Linked DNA regions of Callithrix jacchus: region 1 is linked to region 2. A link is a contact called in public Hi-C data. All regions are on one chromosome and are shown on one strand. The core of a region is the stretch at or near the end of the contact, and the rest is flanking DNA. Distances in the headings are between cores, read along the strand shown.

The links. A called contact is a pair of places that touch in the nucleus more often than the background predicts.
Region 1: a contact with region 2 is called in a Hi-C map of skeletal muscle, with 2.7 times the contacts expected there. The contact joins the promoter of EIF4A1 here to the promoter of KCTD11 in region 2. A contact is called at or near these places in 2 of 3 Hi-C or Micro-C datasets (both in skeletal muscle).

Annotation. Positions count from the first base shown.
Region 1 is chr5:74,064,517-74,070,303 of calJac240_pri, reverse strand. EIF4A1 (eukaryotic translation initiation factor 4A1) reads right to left here and starts at 4,462. Exons shown (of 11, transcript NM_001205137.1): 1 at 4,304-4,462; 2 at 2,858-2,906; 3 at 2,474-2,606; 4 at 1,910-2,049; 5 at 490-658; 6 at 27-136. The coding sequence starts at 4,326. SENP3 (SUMO specific peptidase 3) reads right to left here. Exons shown (of 11, transcript XM_035299880.3): 11 at 5,231-5,765. The coding sequence ends at 5,655. LOC103793073 (a long non-coding RNA gene) reads left to right here and starts at 3,665. Exons shown (of 2, transcript XR_620029.5): 1 at 3,665-4,266; 2 at 4,798-5,107. LOC118154369 (small nucleolar RNA SNORA48) reads right to left here and starts at 2,439; the gene lies at 2,305-2,439. It also overlaps LOC118154427 and LOC144582568.
Region 2 is chr5:73,835,060-73,840,764 of calJac240_pri, reverse strand. It overlaps KCTD11 (potassium channel tetramerization domain containing 11), which reads right to left and starts at 2,727. Exons shown (of 1, transcript XM_008996604.5): 1 at 1-2,727. The coding sequence starts at 1,942. The coding sequence ends at 1,244. It overlaps ACAP1 (ArfGAP with coiled-coil, ankyrin repeat and PH domains 1), which reads right to left. Exons shown (of 29, transcript XM_078372898.1): 25 at 5,259-5,431; 26 at 4,391-4,500; 27 at 4,207-4,317; 28 at 3,821-3,870; 29 at 3,379-3,551. The coding sequence ends at 3,451.

The DNA of each region.
Region 1 (5,787 bases), core at 3,213-5,712, 230 kb before region 2:
AGCTATTCAAGCAAGACTGCCCTCACCTGGGTGTTGCTGTTGAGCTTTTGGAAGATGTCATAGATCTGGTCCTTGAATCCACGGCTTAACATTTCATCAGCTTCGTCCAGTACAAACATTTTGATGTATTTGGGAGCTAGAGAATAAAAAAAGCCAATATACAGCATATAATTAGGTAAATGTGTGATATATGTACCCAACTTTCCTGATAACAGAGGGACCAAGTAGTCTGCTCTCAGAATACAAAGACTGATCCTTTGCCGAGGACTTTCCTGCCTGGCCAGACATCAGCCCTGGCAAGTAGAACACTGCCTGGGCTGCACTGCCAGGAAAGCCAGACTCAGATGACACGCATGGGCCTCATCACAGAGCAACTCTTCCCATAAGGGAAATGAGCATCCTCAGGAATGACTTTGGCTTAAGCTGAAAGACGCGGAAAGCATGCATGAGAGGAAGTGACCTAGGGGACTGTTGAACTCAATTACTTACACAGGTACCTCCGGTTAAGCATATCGAACACACGGCCAGGGGTTCCCACGATGATATGGGGAGCTTCCATCTGCAGTTTCTGCACCTCAGCACGAACATTGGTGCCCCCAATACAGGCGTGACAGGAGGCACCCATGTAGTCTCCTAGTGCCATAACCACCTTCTGTATCTGAGCCCGGAGAAAAACAGGTGCTCATATATTAGCTCCAACTGTGCCAGGCACCACCATTCAATGTTTTTCACATACTTATTCCTAACCAACCACCCTGGGGGGTGTGCACTATTAGTAAACTCACATTCAGCTGAGAAACTGGCAGAGGTTAAAATCCTTAAGATCGTGCTGTCAATAGGTGGCAAGACAGGATTTCAACTCAGTCTGGTTCCTGAGTATACAGTGAGTCACAATAAAGCCGCTCAGATAATTCAGTGTCTTATTCTAGACATTCAGAACCCTTAACTTTCTGAAAGCTAATTTGACTAACAGTTTTGCTCGTCATCCAGGTTGGTGTGCAATTTGGAGTGCAACGGCACACAACCTTGGCTCACTGCAATCTCTGCCTCCCAGCTTCAAGTGATTCTCCTGCTTCAGCCTCCCAAGTAGCTGGGATAACCACTGCCTGCCAACATCACCATGCCTGGCCAATTTTTATATTTTTTTAGTAGAGATGGTGTTTCACTATGTTGGCCAGGCTGGTCTAACTCCTGACCTCAAGTGATCTGCCTGCCTCAGCCTCCCAAAGTGTTTGGATTATAGGAGTGAGACACCGTGCCCAGCCAGCAACCGGTTTTATAAAACAGTTGAGCACATCCATGTTCTATTGCACTCCTGCCATAGGACGCAAGCTACAAGGCATATTCACTCAGAAAAACTGAGTCCCAAATGCCTTAGAACAAGAGCTCTGCTGTAACTTTACATTATTCACACCCAGAATAGTCACTGCATCTGCCACAGAACGTTTAATGCCCTGAGCCTCAATAAGTGCTCTATTTGAGACTACTGTCTCGGCATGACCCAGGAAGAAGAGTCCAGCGTTAGAATTGTATGTGCCCCAGAGACAAAACAGCTCTGCCCATTAAAGCCAGGGTGAAAAAAGACTGTCCATCTGCTCTGCGTAAGAGCACCACCACCAATGAGGTGTGTCTCAGCCCACTGTGTAGGTGCTTATTCAGAAAACAGCCACCAAACTTGCCCAGCCAGCAAGGCTCCACCCAAGAACCTTTCCATTTGACTCAGAAAATAGGTGGAGGAAGTGACGGTTTTGTTTGGGCAGGAAACAGCTTCTAATTAAGCCAGCAGATCAAGAGCATTAGGGCGCCCATCTCTTCCTCCCAAACTAGTGATCAGAACTAAACTCTCTGGTCCTTGGATTATGCCCATCATCCCTAAATCAGCCCTTTCGGAGGGAAAAACCACTCTTACCTGCTGAGCCAATTCTCGAGTGGGCGCTAGGACCAAGGCCTGGGTGGCCTTTAGATCTAACTCAATCTGCTGCAGAATCGATATGGCAAATGTGGCCGTTTTCCCAGTCCCAGATTGGGCTTGAGCAATCACGTCATAACCTAAACAAATAAATTAGGAGTTAAACGTGGTGAAAAGGATATACTTTGGAATATTCAAACCATAGGTTAACGAGTGAACCAATGATTTTGTGCTTCACAAGCTACCTTACCCCAATCAATAGTTACACAACGGGAACCAGATCAGAAACAAGGATGGGTTGTTAACTCATCTAGTATTGCACACCAACCTGGACTAGAAGTACGACTATACAAGCAAGTACAAGGTGGCTACAATACCATCTCTTTTAAGGAAACCTATGTGTCCAAGGCATGAACCAGGCATAGGCACAGATCAAAAGCCAAGCTGGGATGAACAAGGGGTTGCTTTGTCCCTGGCTGATATGAGATGCGCATCACCAACCAGATGCCACTCTACCCAGGTCAGGGACAGTCCAAAATGTCTTCAGGGACTGAGAGATCTCACCCTTGATACAAGGTAGAATGGCTCGCTGCTGGATGGCAGAAGGCTTCTCAAAACCATAGGCGTAGATGCCACGGAGAAGGGACTCCGAGAGGTTCATGTCATCAAAGCTGTCAACAATCTCATTCCAGTTACTCTATGGGATGCAAAAAAAAAAATTAAAGCTTGAGTGGTCGAAAAGGTGGGGCTGTGCTATAGTCTCGGAGCAAACAGGATCGGGTATCTACTAACCAAGGCCTCAGAGCTTACAACCCCTTTTCCCTTGAAGGAAACCAGCTGTTTCTAGATGGTCTGGGTATCAATCTAAAGGGCCACTGGAAGTCTATACAGCTGTTAAGTCTGAGAACTGTAATGGGGGAGGACAGAACTCCATTTGTCCATTCTCACCTCGATGACGCCTTCGGGCTCCATCCCATCAGGGCCATTGTCTCTGGATCTGTTGGTTTAAAGCAGAAGTTTTGTTCCCTGCCCCACTGAAGCACTCAAATCCTGATAGCTGGGCTCCTTCTGTCAGCAGTGGCCAGCATGCTGTCAACGTGCTCTCCCAGATCCAACTCCCACCAGTTCCCAAAAGGTACCCAGAGGAAAGGTTTCTACAAAACTTAATAAGGTCTTTGCCCCATGCAGGCAGCAGCTCAGGCTAGGCCACCCCGACATGATGGGGTAACCCCCTTCTGTACAGTCAGACTGGCAGGGGTGCCGCCGTGCTCACGGTGCCCAGAGGTGGTGCTTGCCGCCAGGTCCACGTGGGCCCGACCCAGCCGCTTAAAGCCCAAGCGCGTGCACCTCCCACCACAGCAGCAGCGCGCCGGAAGTCCCGCCCTTCACCTCCCAGATCGAAGGGTAGGACATCCCCTTCCCCCCACGTCATCCCGCCCGCGCCCTCCCCCACTCCCTCCAGCCGAACCCCTCCTCACGTTGCCCGGATGTGGGAGGCCGCGGGCGGTGGCGGCCTCGCGCACAATGAGCCCAAGCCGAGCTAGCAAGAGGGGAGATTGCACAACACTTAGAAGCGAAGCAGACTGGGGGAGGGGAACGCCTCAGGCCACCATGTGCTCGCTCCCTCGACCACCCGGCGGCGTCTCCCACCCCTCCATGGTACAATCCACATCCCGTCCGCCCCCGTCGCGAAGTCGCATCGCCCTCCCATACCTCAGGCCGCTCACCCCCGAAGGAAAGTGGACCTGCCCATCCGCAGTTTGCCAATAGCCCGGCTTGTGCGGCAAAATGGACCCGCCCGCCCGGCGCCGGGTGGGCTCCTGGTGCCTCACGCGGCCGCTCCTCGGGGTTAGGGTCAGTCCTGGCCGTCAAGAAAACCAGCACACTGAACGGCCGGTTTCTTCTCCCCGGCCCTTATTTTAGCCGCGACGAAGCGACTAGATTTGAGGACTCAGGCACCCCCGCCTCCGGCGAGTGGTACCGTCAGAATCCTCCGGAACCCTGAGAACCGTCCCTCCCCCGGCACAGTGAGGTAACCGGACCTGCGGGCTCTGGGCCACACACAGTGGGGGCCGCCCCCACCTTCCTTTCCCACGCCAAGTCGCGACCCCGTCTCGCCACTCAACGCCGGGACTTCGCGTACGGCACCGCCTCCAGCCGAGACCTCGTAACAAACCTCGCACGCCTGACACTAGCCGGGCTGTCCCTACCCTCCGCCTCGACTGTAGTGGCCGCGTCGGCCGTGGGATCGTCCCCCTCGCTTCCCTAGGACGGATTTCCCCCCCAGCTCGGTTTCCCTGCAACCCTGGTGTGCCTTTCAGCTCCCCCCGGCAGACCCGTTGGAAGGGGTCGGTAAGGTAAGCAGTCACAATCTCTTGCAAATGCTTTTCTTACCGGGAATCCTGACTCGCAGACATGATCCTTAGAAACTAGGGCGGAGTGCCCGCCTATCGACAACTTATAGAGCGCCCGACCCCGCCCCGGCCATCACATTGGCTTTTCCGCCCCGGCTCCGCCTGCCGGAGCTCAGCAACTTGGCGTGACGTTAGTTCCTAGGGGCTCTGGCACGCAGGCATCATTGGGTAACTCAGACGCCTATCAAGGTGAAGACCCACCCCGCAGTCTTATTGGCTGGAGGGCCCGCCTTTCTCGCCGGTACGGAAGTGACATATAGGAGTCAGGCCTCGAGGCCTGGCAGCCATCTTGGGGCCCTGCACTCTCACACGTGCGGAGGCGACAGTGCCTTAGTCATGTGGCCCAGTAGACCCTATCACGCAAGGGGGGCGAGGTCTCAGCCTCCAGGGGCTTCCGGGCTCCAGGGGTGATCACTTCCCTTTACTTCGGCTCCAGGTCTCCATTGAACTCAAAATGTTTGTATTCCCCTGCAGCAACGATGGGATTCTACACCGCCTGGACGTGTACGTGTACCAGGGATGAAGGAATCAAGAGTGATATCCTAGAGATGGGAGGATTCCCCTGGCTGGAGGGTGGAGGAGGGATGGAAGAAAACTGTAAAGAGCTTTGGGTTACTGTCATGAATCCTGGCTGGCTCCCCCTCCCCTGTGCCTTGTGTCCAGTTCCCCAGCTTCCCTCTAGGGCACCCTTATTTTTGAGGCTTACCTACTTTCCCTTCTTTCTGCCCTCTGCTTCCATCGGGGGATTTGTTTGAGTGATAAAGACATGATGTTGGCACTGCCCAAGCGAGGGACGCAAAGCTGACCTCTTTAATCTCAAGCGCCAAAATAGGTTCTAGCTAACAGCACTGGCTGGAACTAAGCATAGTGTTCCACTAATTTGAGGCCCTTTAAGGAAGACCACCACTTAAGTATCAACAAAGGATCCTTTATTGACCAGAGCAGGACCGTGGCATTTATATATATATATATAAAAAAAAGTTCGAAGATCTGGCAGGCAGTGATCCCTTTGCCCGCCCACCACCCCCCGCACTGATTTCCTGCTCCTTGCACGGGGAAGGGGGGGAGGATGACTGCCCCACCCAGGCCACAGGGCCACACTCCCCTACAAACAGAGGAAGAAAGGGGCTTTTCTGTAGTTCCCCCTGCCCATCAGAAATCAACAAGTATTCTCTCAAAGAAAAAAAATACAGAAATCGAAACATTTAAATATGAAAAACCAAAGGGAACTGAGGGGGACGAGGCAAGAGAGGAAAGGGACTGGAGTTTCTTGGGAAGGGACTCCCACGTCCCCCTGCCCATTAACGGGCTTGGGGCCTGGGGTACGAGGCTCACACAGTGAGTTTGCAGTGACACAGCTCCTTGTAGATCTGCCGACGAAGTTTGGGCATGTCCTGCTGGGTGAAGCTGAATGGCTGGGACAGGGCCAGGTGCTTGCAGTACTGGGTGTTAACAAAGCAGGCC
Region 2 (5,705 bases), core at 1,478-3,977:
TCATGACCAGTGATAAATAATGTGTGACACCCCCAGTGAAGAAGCTGCGCACAAGTATCCCATCCGCTCAGGGAGCCAGAAATCCCATCCCTTTCCATCTCCTCCTCCACCGCCCCAAACTCTTGTCTCCTCTCTCTGCCCTAGGCCGCCTTGGGCCTTCCCAGCTATCTCCTAGCAACAGGCCCATGGTTGCCGCAGCAACCAAGAGTTCTATACAGGCCTCAGAGGCCCAGCTAAGCCCAGTGACTTCTCTTACCTCTCACGGGGAAGATCCCAGTGACTCAAACCCCAACAGGCCCCTCCTGGCTGCATAGTGATGCATATGCATGCGTGCACGTAAACACACACACACATCCTGTGATTAAACGACTAATTGTCAACCTCCTCACATACATACTACAGACACACCCTGGGCCAGAATAGTTGCTGGGCAACCCCAAATAGGCCTGGACAGGCAGACATCACAGACACTGTAGTCAGCAACACAGATGGGAACCAGGATGCCAGGGACCTCTGCATCAGTCAGACACACTGGCTGATGTGCAGGCACACACAAAGGAAGGCCAAGGACTCAGCAGATACTACCCTCTTCCCCATGGCCAGCACCACCAAGATGGGATCCTTCCAGATGAGGGATGCTCCAGCCCCATTGCCATGGGGACTCTCCCAGCTCCCGTACATCAACGGAGGGTGGGGTGTGGCCTTTCTGTCTCCCTCAGTAGATGGCTTGGAACACAGCAAAGAACCCCTCTTCCCTTGTTCCAGAGTGTTCTGGCGTCTCATTGGTCAGGCCAGGCCACCCAGCTTCAGGAGGAGAAGCCATGGTCCAGGAGACTGCATGGGGCAATGACAAGTCCTCCCTTTTCCCCAGACCTCAATATCCTTCCAGGGTTTTGCCAGGATTAGTCTGGGTAAAGAGGTGTTCCCCACTTTTCCAGGCCCTTAAACACTGAGCTCCAATCAATGAGAGATTGAAGGTCCCCAGCCTTAGGTGAGAACAAGCCAAGAGAACCTTCCCTGCCCCTCCGAGGATCTGCACCAGTCGAGACCTTCTGGACCCCTGTGAGTCCTTGGTGGGCTCATTTTTGGGAATTCCTGCCCATATCTGAGCTTCAGTCAGGTGCAGGGGAGTCCTGACTCTCATAGCTCTTGAAGCAGAGCTGGAAAGAGGCTTCAGGGGTGCCAGTACCCCATTAACTGCCCCATTCCCTCTCTTCCCAGAGTCAAAATGAGAACAGCGTCCTCAGTGCCTGACAAAGCGCAGAGACCGGGAGTTGAGCAAGTCTTCGGGGTCGGGGAAGACAGAGTCTAGGCGGAAGCCATGCTCGAGAGCCACCCGCAGCACCTCCTCCAGGAAGCTTGGCGTGCCCACCACCTCCCGCCGCTCTCCTGGCCCCCCAGTCCACAGTGGTTGCAGTCCCAGTCTCCCATACTCTGCCTCCGGGAGTTCCACGGGGCAGGGGGCCCACTCCAGATGAAAATGTGGGCTCCCCTCTGCCCTATCCCCACTGGCCACACCAAATCGGGCCCGCAAAGCACGTAGACACTCAGGATCAGTGCAGAAGAGGTTGGCTCGGAAGGTGTCCACCTGGACAGAGCTCAGCTCATAGTGATGGGGTCCCCGGCGATCAGAGAAGTGCACGAGGCGGGGGCTGACATCTACATCTGCGTGGAGCAGGGCAGCTGTGGGCGCAGGGGTCACCCGAGAGGCCTCCAGTTCCCGCAGCGCGTCCAGGAGGGGCCGGATCTGGTAGAAATCAGCCTCTGCCCTGAGAAGCGCTGTCTCTCCATACCCGAGGGGCAGGTCCAGACGGCCTAGCCTCAGGAAATTGAGGATGTGCCGGAAGGCCTTGCCATCCCTGTCGATGAAGTAGTGGACGCCTCCTTGGGAATTGAGGTTGGGGGGCATGGGGGTGCCGGCCCTAAACATAGCCCCCAGCATGGAGTCTGGGAAGCGGGTCAGGGTCTCCAAAGTGGTGGAATATAGTGTGCCCCCCACATTTAGGGTCACAGGGCCCCCAAAGGAGGGGGGCGAAGAGGGCACAGGAGGAGGAGAAATTTTGGGAAGTGCAGGAGACACCGAAAGAAAAGAAAAGACACAGCTTCCTGGGTGTGTGCAGAATTGGGTAGAAACTGTCAGACTCGCTGGGTTGGAGGCACAGGCAGAGCACAGGCAGTAAGGTTTGGGGCTCACCCGGGTTACTTTGGTGGTGGATAGGAGGCTGGTCTCAGGGCACAGAAACTCCTGAAAGGTTGAGAGAAGGGATGAAAAAAGCAGAGGGCAGCCAGAGAGGGGAAGGGAGCCTGAGGTCTGGACGTATCCGATTTGGGGTGGTCAGCGACTCTCCTCTGTGGTCTTCAGACAGTGGATTTCCGGAATCCAACCAGCAGGTGACGGTGGCGAGCACAGGACGGACTCTGAAGGGCTGGCTTCGGAGACCCTGGGCAGATCGCTGCCGCCGAGGTCGAGTCCACCCAGGGCTCTGGGGCCAATCCGAGGCCAGGCCGGGCTGCCGGCGCCGGTCGCAGAAGATGGAGGCGGAACTGACTGGAGCGGATGGCGGAGCCGCCTTGTATCCGCCGGGTAGCGACGATGCGTGCTCAGCCGGAGCTGGGAGTGTCCGAGGGCTCTGATGAAAACAGCCGGGAGTCTCGGTACTCGGCCGCCGCCGCCGCCTTCCCCGGGTGTTGCCGAAGCCACTGAGGTCCTCTCCGCCTCCAGGAAGTGGCCTGAGGGCGGCGGCCCGGGGCCCTTTAAGAGACAGCCCCGCCCCCTGGCGCCCCGCCCCCGCCCCCGCGCGGTTCGCGCTACTCTGGGGGGTTTGGGGGAAGAGTCTCGGACTGGAGAGACGGGGCAGACGGGGCTGACTGGCCGGACTGGAGGACGCCGAGGGGCAGGTGACTCAGGCGCGTCGCCCCGGATGTGGCCGCGACCGCCCCGCCGCCGCTCAGGTGTGCCGGGCCTCACGTCTGCAGCTCTGCGTGGCTGGAGCCTCTAATCCCGCCGCTCAGAGCCCGAGGCTGGCCCGGGGGCCGCGTCCCTCCCCAGCGGCTCCCGCGGGGAATTCCCGAGGGGGTGGGTGCTGAGCTGCGGCATTCCGGGGATGCCTCTCTACCGGGGCGGCCCCGGCGCGCTCTCGGCGGCCGCGCGGGCCCGCGAGCCCCAGGGCCGGACCCACCCCTCGGCAGGACGGGGCTGGCCACGTCGCCCGAGCCCGAGAGCGCCCGGGCCGCGGCCGAAGCTGCCGCCTCGCTCCCGGGAGTCGCCCCTTGCTGGACTCGAGCTCACAATGCCCCAGCCGCTCCTCGCCCCTCGGGAGCCGCAGCGCCCAACACCCTGCGGGCCCGAAGATGGTGCCCAAGAAGTGAACCAGAAGGGAAGAGCGAAGCACAGTGGCTTTAATGGCGGAGGGCCCGGTGGTGGGGAAGGGAGGAGAGGGAGGCGCGGGGTCACAGAGTGTGGAGGTCGTGACTGCGCCGGCTCAGCTTCTCCGGGTCGTCTGACGCCATGAGAGAGAAGTCTCGGAAGATGTCTAGATACGTCTCATCTCCTGGGGGAGGGAGGGGAGGCGTCTGGGCCCCAGTGCAAAACGGCAGGATGGCGGGGCCCTGGGCCCGCCTGGGGACCTCGCGCTCCGAGCGTGGGTGGGAACGCGCGCGTCGAGCAGCGCCTATGCTTTGTCCTATTGGAGGGCACGTCGGATGCACCCAATACACATTTATTAAATAACGGAATGAATGCAGTCGGGCACTAGGGAGAGAGGTCACAGTGGACCAGTAGTGCAGAGTGCCTGGGAGGGGGCGTGGGTGAAATCCTTACCTGTCTGGCCCTGGGCCGCTTCAGCCTCCCTCATTTTTGCCAGTCGTAGCCTGAACGGGAGGGAATTAAGAAATGAACCACAATGTCCTCATCTCCCCGCCCAATTTCCCATTCTTCCAGCTGGGTCGCGTTTCCTTCATCTGCCCACCGGGCATCTAGGGCTAAAAAGATGCCTGACAGCAATGTTGATGCGCGAGTGAGGTCTCTCAGGGTGGGTTGAGCATCCTTGCACCCCGCCTGCCTTCTACTCCACGTCCCAATGCACACTTGGAGCAGCCTTTCTCACGCCTGGTCCCAGCACTGGCCCGGCCCTTCCCCAGGCCCCACCGAACGTGGGCAGGTGGAGTGGGGATCCCAGCACCACCCCCCTCTTCAGGCATTCTCACAGGGTGACGATGTCAGCATTAGCTGTTTCCATGGCGATGGTCAGAGGATCCCTGCCTTCAGAGTCTCGAGCCCCCAGATCAGCCCCCCGTTTCAGGAACAGGCAGGCGAGCCTGGAGAGAAGAGCCAGGGTCAGCCGGCCACCCAACTCCTCCCAGCCTTCCTCCCCATGGCCGTCATCCCTACCCTGTGTGGCCAAGGATGGTTGCGTGGTGCAGCGGGCCCCGGCCAGCACTGTCCGCTTGGTTCACGTTCGCCCCATTCTGGAGGAGAAACTCACAGGCCAGAAGAGAATTCTGCATGGAGAAGTTGAGAAGGGGGTTGAGGGTGGCATCCTCAGTGGTAGAGTTCAAGATGTCTTAGGATAGGGCCAGTTCAGAGAATGGAAGGGTGGGGTGTGTTCATCAGGAGTGTGGAAGGGGTTACAGCTGTCAGGCTTGGCTCTAGCTCTTTGCATGTATTTATATATAAAGCTTGTAGTACAAGCTTATGAGGTATGTTATCCTTTTTTTTGAGATGGAGTTCTGTTCTTGCTGCCCAGGCTGGAGTGCAATAATGCAATTTCAGCTCACTGCAACCTCCACCTCCTGGGTTCAAGTGATTCTACTGCCTCAGCCACCCGAGTAGCTGGAATTACAGCCATGTGCCATCACCCCTGGCTAATTTTATATTTTTAGTAGAGACAGGGTTTCTCTATGTTGGTCAGGCTGGTCTCAAACTCCCAACCTCAGGTGATCTGCCAGCCTCAGCCTCCCAAAGTGCTGGGATTACAGGTGTGAGCCACACTGCCTGGCTGTTATCCCTATTTTACAGATGAGACAGAGGTTAATTACTTGTTAAAAGTCTCCTGTGAGGGGTGAGAGCTTGGGTTTAAACTTGGGTTCTCTGCCTCCAAATTACACACACTTAGCAACCAGTCTCTATTGCTTCTCTCTCCCTATGGGTGAGGGCCCTAGGGAACGGGTATCAGGAAGAGGAGGTAAGGGCAGGGCCCAGAGTCAGGAGTAGGTGTCAGAGCTCTAGGGTGGGGTGGGGAGGTTGGCAGGGCTCTCACAGCAGCTGTGGCCTGGATCAGTGGCGTGGCATTCTCTTGGCCTCCATTGACCCAGTTGACATCAGCTCCATGGGCAAGGGCATCGGCCATGGTGGGAAGAGATGGAGGATGCCCAGATGCTCGAAACAACAGGGCGCCAGGGTGCAGGCTTCCTAGATCCTCAGACGGAGGCTCTGTTTAGGGGATTAGGTTCTCTTAGGGGGAAGCAGCTCCAAGTCTGGGAAGAAAACCCTTAGTATGGTGCCCCAATGCCATAATGGGACAGGTCTCTTCTGATTGTGGGGAGGCTTGGGACTGTGGAGGAGTAGAGTGATGCAGGCATGGATATGTGTACGTGTGACTATGTACATGTAGGAGCCCCTAGGGTGTGGGGAGAGATGGCATCATCACACGATCCAGTCCAACCACCAGATGACATAAGTGAGCAGACTCCTTGACACTCGGCCT